Linked DNA regions of Hordeum vulgare: region 2 is linked to region 1. Evidence: chromatin contacts called from public Hi-C data. All regions are on one chromosome and are shown on one strand. Each heading gives the region's core, a stretch centred on a gene start, on an enhancer-like site or on the middle of the called end of the contact. The rest is flanking DNA. Distances are from core to core; before and after follow the strand shown. Region 1 has its middle 110 kb from the start of LOC123397089. Region 2 holds the start of LOC123397176 (cytoplasmic tRNA 2-thiolation protein 1).

The links. Hi-C and Micro-C count contacts between places; a contact is called where the count stands out from the background.
Region 2: a Hi-C map of seedling shows a contact between it and region 1, with 2.4 times the contacts expected there. The contact joins the promoter of LOC123397176 here to the enhancer-like site in region 1. A contact is called at or near these places in 2 of 6 Hi-C or Micro-C datasets (leaf and seedling).

What each region holds. Positions count from the first base shown.
Region 1 is chr5H:430,474,829-430,478,822 of MorexV3_pseudomolecules_assembly, reverse strand. No RefSeq gene overlaps it. Among protein-coding and RNA genes, the nearest start is that of LOC123397089, 110 kb to the left of the region's middle. Within about 2 kb of position 1,657, at least 3 of the 3 cell types and tissues checked have open chromatin away from gene starts, as enhancers often do. A contact at or near this core is called in leaf and seedling, where this site is marked.
Region 2 is chr5H:430,788,071-430,792,116 of MorexV3_pseudomolecules_assembly, reverse strand. LOC123397176 (cytoplasmic tRNA 2-thiolation protein 1) reads right to left here and starts at 1,317. Exons shown (of 10, transcript XM_045091826.1): 1 at 1,002-1,317; 2 at 755-869; 3 at 177-319; 4 at 1-15. The coding sequence starts at 1,100.

The DNA.
Region 1 (3,994 bases), core at 408-2,907:
GTTGCTTACATCATTTTCTGATGCCTCTCGTCAGCCTCGGCAATGGCTCTTGGAGGCACTTCGGGTCTGCCACGCATCACAAGGATTATGGTGGTGATGGCCTTCTCCTTCGTTGGAGGTGGTCGACCTAAGGCTGGGCGATCAGATCTTAAGATCCGTCATCTACTCCCGGCTGCCAGTCGGAGAGACATGGTTGCTGGTGAGAACCATGCCGATGGCGATGTTCTACGTCATTACATAGGGAAGACATCGTCGTGTAAGTATAGCCGACCCACTCATGCTGCTACTCGAGAAACCCTAGGATCTAGTATTCCAGATCGGACGATGGCGGTAGTGCGATGTCGTTTCTCTATTGGAAGCGTCGTTTGTGGAGCAACACTGAAAGGCAAAGGGGGTGTAGCGGCTTCGTCTTGCACGGAGTTTCGGTTAAGATGTCAAATCATGCTTGGCCGACACATGCTACATTATGTCATGCTTGGTCGGCATGTGCTACGCACGACAGATCTTCCACAGTCTTCGCGTTTGGATGGTCGAGCGCTGCAAGGTTGATGCAGATCTCTCTTCTGAAGATGAGTGAGCGGTTCGATGACGGCTTCTAAAACGTGTGCATGTGATGTACACTTTAGGTGTGGTGCTCCGGTTGTTGGTTCAAATACGTTATGTGGATGAAACAGCGATAATACCGGTTTTAGATGTTGAAAATGAGAGCACTCTACATTATCGAATTTGTAGATGTGAGTGATAACTCGGGTGATCTGATATATGCTCTTATCAAACCTTTGTTGAATAATTAATAAAAATGATTTAAAAAAAAAATGGTAATCCAAACATACTGGTAGGCCGCCCTCCATCGCTTGACGGGCAGGCACACAGGACGGGCCTCTGCGGCGGCGACAGGGAGGTTCACGTGGCACAGGCGTGGATGGATGCAGGACCCTGCATGCATGTAGGAGTAGCACCGTTCTCTGCCCGGCCGGGTGCTGCAGCTGCGCCGCTCGCTGTCTTCCTTTGAGACGGTGGCAGGCAAAGCTCAATGTGAGGAGCGTGGGCAGCCTAAAAGCTCATGATGGTGTGTCCCATCGCACGTACGGCCTGCCTGCCTGCAAAACCTCGTATCATACCGTCTCGGGGGCGGGCGGGCAGTCCGTTGGGACAAAGAGCAGACGAACGCATGAGCGGGCGCAGACGAGGCAGTGCGTCGCCTGCGCGATGCACGTGCCGCGCGCGGCCTGCACCGGCTAGTTTTTTATTAACTCGCCGTTATTCCAGCTGCCGGGGCGTTTATAAGCACAGCTGATGCTTCCCCATTTCCCTCTTTCTTTTGAGAGGATAAATTCAGACGCTCCCCTTCGACAACGCATCAGTACGTCGTAATTCAGTAATCGAGCAAGACTATAAAGTAATTAAATTAGATTAAGCAAGCAAAAAAGCAAATTTTGAAATGCTCCGGGCAGGCCCACCGGCTGGGCGACGAGGTCCACCGGGCAGGCCCGTGTGGAGCCGCCACGCAAAGCGCGAGGGGGCAGCGCTGCAAAGCCAGCCTGCGTGCCCCTGCCTCTGCCTCTGCCTCTCTCTGCCGCGGCTGCCGGCCGGCCAGCGAGCCGTTTCCCTATCACAGGTTCGCCCGGGCCGGGCCTACCGCCCACGTCCGCGTGGCCCACTGCGGGAGAGGGGATGCATCGCTCGCTCTCAGTCAGGCATGCAGATGCAGGCCCAGCCGGGCAGAGCGCATGTCGCAGGCCCACGGCAACGGTACAGCTCAACGTTAGTCTCCGTGTTCACAGTAGTAGCAAAGCCATCACTTCCATGGCTACAGTGCAATGTTCAAAATTAGACCGGTAGGCGCGACCGATTTCAAGATCGGTTCGAGGTCTGCATAAGCCCATGCGCTGCTATTTCAGAACCAAGGCTTAACATTGTCTTGTTTTCAGGTTTTTCCTTTGGACGTCTGTACTCAGTAGGGAACTGACATTCTCCCTGGGCGATCCAACGCAAACAAATCATTCCTCACGTAGGCCTTGTTCGATTGCATGACAAATGTGCAGGATTGACAGGTATTCCAGATTTACAGTGATTAAATCCCATCTAGGTCAAATTCCCCCCAAATCTCCTTCAATCCACCTGGTGGGTGGCTTAACCGAACAAGGCCGTAGGGGGGACGAGCGAGTGTTTTTGGTTCGTACCAGAATCCCCAACACGAACTGTGTTAAAAAAAAGGAAACACCCCCCCCCCCCCCCCCCCCAGCACGAACTTCCGGCCCAGTCACCATTCCCTTCATACAATAAAATGAGGAAAACTGAAAAAAAAGATTTGCCATGTTGTAGGTGAAAATAGACAATATTACAAAAAAGTATGTCAGAAAGATTAATATACACAAATTGCCATGATATACAACAAGTTGTTGCCAAATTATCTGTAGAAAAACAATGAAAATTCTTTTTTTTTGCGGGGAAACAACGAAAAATCTTTGATTTTACATGGGTTGTAGGGAAAACGGAAAAATACAAATTTTTCCCATGTGACTAGTACAAACAGATTCCCTACAAATCTGCCATCGGCTATGTATATAATTTACCATGGTAATAGGCAAATTGATATGTCATCAGATATGTATATAGTTGGGCATGTGGTATGAAAAAAGTGTTGTCGTCTAGTTAGTACAAAGTAAGTTATGTTTAGCAATGTTCATATGAAGAAAGTAGCAGGAAGCTTGCCATGTTCATGATAAAAATCAACCTATATGTTAAAAAAATATTTGACAATTTTTAAGATTTATTAATTAAATAAATTACCATCTTATACACAACAATTTACCATGTTATAGAGCACAAAATGTCGTGTGTTTGGATATCAAAATCAAATAGCAATTTTTTAGAAGAAATGTGTTTACAAAAATCATGGCAAAGATTTAGAAAAATTGTAATGGTCACGTGGCAGAGTAAGGGGAAATTGTTCCTCAAGAGCATGGGAAAATTTGAATTTTTTTGTAGTCATCACTCGTCAGGTAGCTAGTGTTACCATAAAAAGTTGTTCCGTAAGATAATGGCAAAACCATGGAAAATATTTAAAGAAATTGTAATGGTCACGTCGGAAATTAAGGGGAAATTGTTACTCAAGAGCATCAAATTTCGAAAATCATTTGCAGTCATCACATTGCTAGAGTACCAAAAATATAATTTCGTAAGATAATGGCAAAAATATTGGACGTAAAAAGTGTGATATGGTAAAATAATTTGCCATGGTATGTTATTTTCTTTTGCCATGGTATGTTCAATAATTTTCCATGTTTGAAAATATAAAATAAATGTATTATCCAATATGACATGAAGAAAATATTTCTCAAATTGCCATGTGTAGAAAATAACTTTCTTAGAAGAAGCAAAGTAATATCAGTTTTTTTGCCAAGTGACTACTAGAAACATTTAAAAAAAATCATTTCTTGTACACCAAAACAAGTGCAAGTTTTCCATCTAAACATGATTTTTAGTTTCGGAAATTGCCATGATTGAAGGAAAATAGAGAAATGTAAAAGTTCTATGTGCAAATGGTGGAACATTTCCAAAATTATCATGAATGAGGGAGCACAATTCGTAAAGCTTGCCATGGGAGCATTACAAAAAGACCTAAATCTCCATGTTTGGAAAGACAAAAACTGATTTGCCATGTGACTAGTAAAAAATGTAAAAATGTGATGACAATTATATGTCTACTAGTAGAACGTCCATGTGTTGCCACGGGCTTGTTTAAAATTTGTACCAGTTGCATATATAAATATAATGCATATCAAATTTCACATGTAAAGAAAATTATGCCGTTGTCAGATGAAAAATATTTGTAGTGCACTCCACTTGCAATGTATTTTCCATAAAGAATGTATGGATCACGTTGTCATACTTTATAAAAGCAATGATCCACCTTAACTAATATAATCCCCTCCCCCTCGAAAAATCAAGATATAATTGTCCGTGCGTTGCAACGGGATTTTTAAAATTT
Region 2 (4,046 bases), core at 68-2,567, 310 kb before region 1:
CAGTGGTAGGCCATACTGCAGTAGGTGAATTGTACGGTTGAATTAGCAACACATGAATGTGCATTTAAATGGGTTACGTTTCATGAACTAGACGCCTGCCAAAATTAGAACAAAAGAAAACACAAAGAAGTAAAAAGTTGCAAGAGAATTATGTGTATCGGGTAAGGGGGAGAAACCTGTAGTTCATTCCTTTTAACAGTTTCTAGGGAGTCATCTCTATAGCCTGTGATTCCTTCATCAATAGATAAGAGGAACAAATCGAGACCATATTTATGACGTTTATTTAACTCTGATAACACATACGCAAGCACAGTTGAATCTGCATAACAGTAAAAATATTGTCATAAACAGCTACAGGATCAAGATAGATAAGCAAGCATTTACACAATAAGCTGAAGAGCATTTGCAGTCATATTTTTTCTAGGGGGGTATATCATATTTATGAAACAGCCAATATATGAACCGTTATCATCACCCATGACTACCTATATTTTTAACTTGAATAATTGATCATCTTGATTTAAAAATTTATCTCTGCTGCAACAGCGAGAAGGTTGAACAAACATTTTGATAACACACTCTAATACAAGGCTCTCAAGGAGTAAATGGAACCTTGAATATTGGACATGCAAGTGATCAACAGGAGCCGGTACTAAAGTGTTTATCATTCAGCGAGTAGAGAATATGAAACATATGCATTGCATAAAAACCATCTATTACGTTGTTATTTATACAACACAGGGTCTGCACATACCTTTTCCACCAGAAGCTCCAATTGCCACACGCTCACCGGCTTTAAACAAATTATTGTCAACAATAGTTTGATGAATCTCGTCCTCGAAGACAATATAGAAGCATTCCCTACATATCTGAAAGCAAATATCAGACACCACTTCCTGAAACTACAGTAATCGGGTCATATGAAGCTACAGCTAAACCATAGGCGCCCGGTTGCTGGAATCATGGAACTACCCCTAAAGAAGGAAGCCGGCGAGGCTCACCTGTTCTAGGGTTTTGGGCCGCTTGAGCGCGGCCTTCCGCTCGCCGCAGCGCTTGCAGAGGCGGCTCCCTGCCCTCGTCGGAGCGGCGGCCGACTGCATGGGCGCCTGGATGCGTCTTATCCCCGCGCGAGTCCGGTGGATGGTAAGGACTAGGGATACGACGAGGACACCTGCGGGGTAAAGCAGCCGTGCTTCGGCAGGAGGAGGAGCAGAGTCTGCTTTCCGGGACGCCGGCGAAGGGGTTTCGGCGGCGTCACGGCGCTGGGGGCGGACGAACAGGAGGAGGAGGAGGAGGCAGTTTGGTGGGTCAAGGTTGGCCCAGATTAGGCGGGCTAGTATTGGGCCGGGCTGGGAAGTGGCGCTGCTGGCTGCTACTTTTTGCTATAGCTGGCCAAACGGGCCGGCCCGGCACCGCACGGCACGGCCCGTGCTAAACGTGCCTGGCCTGGCATGGCCCGCCGAGGCACGTTTAGTAATCGGGCCGTGCCATGCCAGCCCGTGGGCTACGCCTCCAGGCCCAAGCACGGCCCGGTTACTAAACGGGTCGGTTGGCCCGATTAGCACGCTGGGCTGCATAATTTCAGCCTCATGGGCTTGTTTTTAGACCTATTGGACAATATATTATGTATATATATATTAAAAATATTTAAAAATATGTAAAAAAAATAAACGATCCGTGTCGTGTCGGCCCGCGTGCCCAGCCTCCAGACCCAGGCACGGTCCGAGGCGTGCCTCGTGCCTGGCACGACCCGTTTAAATCGTGTCGGGCCAGACCCGTGTCGTGCTGTCTTGGCGGGCTGGCGGGCCGGCCTATTTAGCCCGGCCCGTTTGGCCAGGTATGCTTTTTTGCTAGGCTAAAAGGAAGAAGGATTATAGGCTTTTGTCTAAAAAGAAGAAATATCATAGGACTAGGAAAATCATAAGAGGAGCATCAGCTGCTGTTTGCCTCGACACAGAGGGGAATTATTTGGGAAGTTCTTCCCTGCTGATTTAGGAACCGTTCGGTTTCTCTCCGCTCCCTCGACTCCGCTCCTGGAGCGGGACAAGGTATCACTCATTTTAATGGCGCGGTTCACACCCAGCTCCACACCTCCGGGAGTGGAGGGGAACCGAACGGGGCCTTATTGGATCAACGACGTAGCGACTTTGAAAGGCATAGCGTCCATGGAGGCGCTATCTCGGTAAAAGAGATGTCATGTGATGCATAGGATGTGCATTTTTCATTAAGTCTAGGTTAATATTATTTTGCTGGTGATATGTGAAGGACTGGTTTCTATCCTACTTCCTACGTAGTAATAGGAATCCATTCCTATAAACTAAAGGGCTTTAAAGGAACTTTTACTTTAAAAATTCTACCCTATATAATTCATACAAAATCCTTAAAACCAAAGGATGCCTTAACTGTTCAAAATATTACCTCCAATAGATCCCTAGGTCTTTTCTAGGGTTTTCCTTATCCTCTAGCGATGCCACCAGAGTTCAACATCTACTGCTCCGGTTCGCTGGATTGGCTTGCGAGGAAGGACCCATGGCCATCTCCGCATGTGACAACGACACTATTAGTTGGACTGCATGGCTAGACAAGAGACCGGAAGCCCGACGATGGCTAGTGCATCAAGTGGTGGCGATATATGTAATTTTTTAGTTCCAGAGAAGAATTTAGCGAACAAATTTGGAAACATAAACATGAGATTCAACCTGCATATCTCAGAAAATGGTGGCAGACACACGAATGTTAGGCCTACTAAGAAGGATGTTAAGGTGGGAAACGTAGGGTTTGAAAATTACGGCTCATCGAAGGAAAGGCACATGATTAGGTGTGGATGATGCGATTGAATACATTGTGGCTCCAAGTCAACTTGACAAACTCTCTACCAAGGCGCACTAGAATGGGATTAGCTTGTTAATTAGTTCAAGAAAAAGGGGTTTTCCCGCTTTGTATTACAGAGCAACCAGCCGAAACATCCATTGATAGGTGCTCAGGCGGAAGCAGCACAATCACGTCCAAAAGAAATAAAAAAAAGTAGAAAAGAAATAAATGCCGATACCGACGGATAGATAAAAAACGAGGAAGCCTCGCGACCGCTACGCCCACCAGGGATCTCCCACCAAGCTTCAAGACTCTGAAGCGTCGATACCAATCAACACCTTCAAGAAGGACTGCGACGATGACGACGCTGCTGCCAAGGGTTTCCTATGGTACGCGACGAGGCGCGAGGAAGGGTAGCCCCCGACACCCTCAAGGAAGGTTCGACGGCACCCAAAGGCGCCACCGCGTCGGCGTCGACCGGGCGGACAGGGATTTCCCCCGATCCCAGCCTGCACCTCGAGCGCTCCAGAGCCTGCCACCAAACCAACCTCCACCCTGCGCCAACACGGTCTTGAAGCCCCCACATCGTCTCACCACGACAACGCAAGGAGAGGCCTGCATAGCGACCAAAAGGAGCCGGGACTAGGAACAACAACACCATCGACATGCGGGAGGGCTCAACCTCCACTGTTAATGATGGTAGCCGACCAGACGCAATAGCAGGAGCATACGAGGCCCGACTGGGACCTCAAAGCCCGCAAAGCTCCCGCCATCACGCTGCAACAGGCACACCGTCGGCGTCGCCACCCCCATCCAAGCTGCTCCTCCTCCTCACCATGCAGAGGACATCGAAGCCGCATCGGGTGCCGACCCGCTAGGGCCCAGATGGGGCTCATAGGGCCCAGATCTGGGCCGGGGGCGCGCCACCGGCCACCCTACGCCACCACGCTGCACTGCCACCAAGGAGCAGCGCCACCACCTCACCCGCCACCGGGTCGTCGGACCGCTGCCAAGCCGAACTGCAGCGCCGCCGCCCCTACCTCGTGAAGGGGAAGCGCACGCGTGGGGAAAGGAGAGGGGAGCGGGGACGGGGCGCCGACCGAGTGCTGCCGGCGATGGGCGGCGACATGGTGGATGTGGGGGAGGAACCCTAGCAGGTGCCCGGGGGGGGGGGGGGGGGGCGTCGGAGAAGTATTTTCCTTGTTAATCAGTTCAAGTCTAAAGTTTTTCTAAAG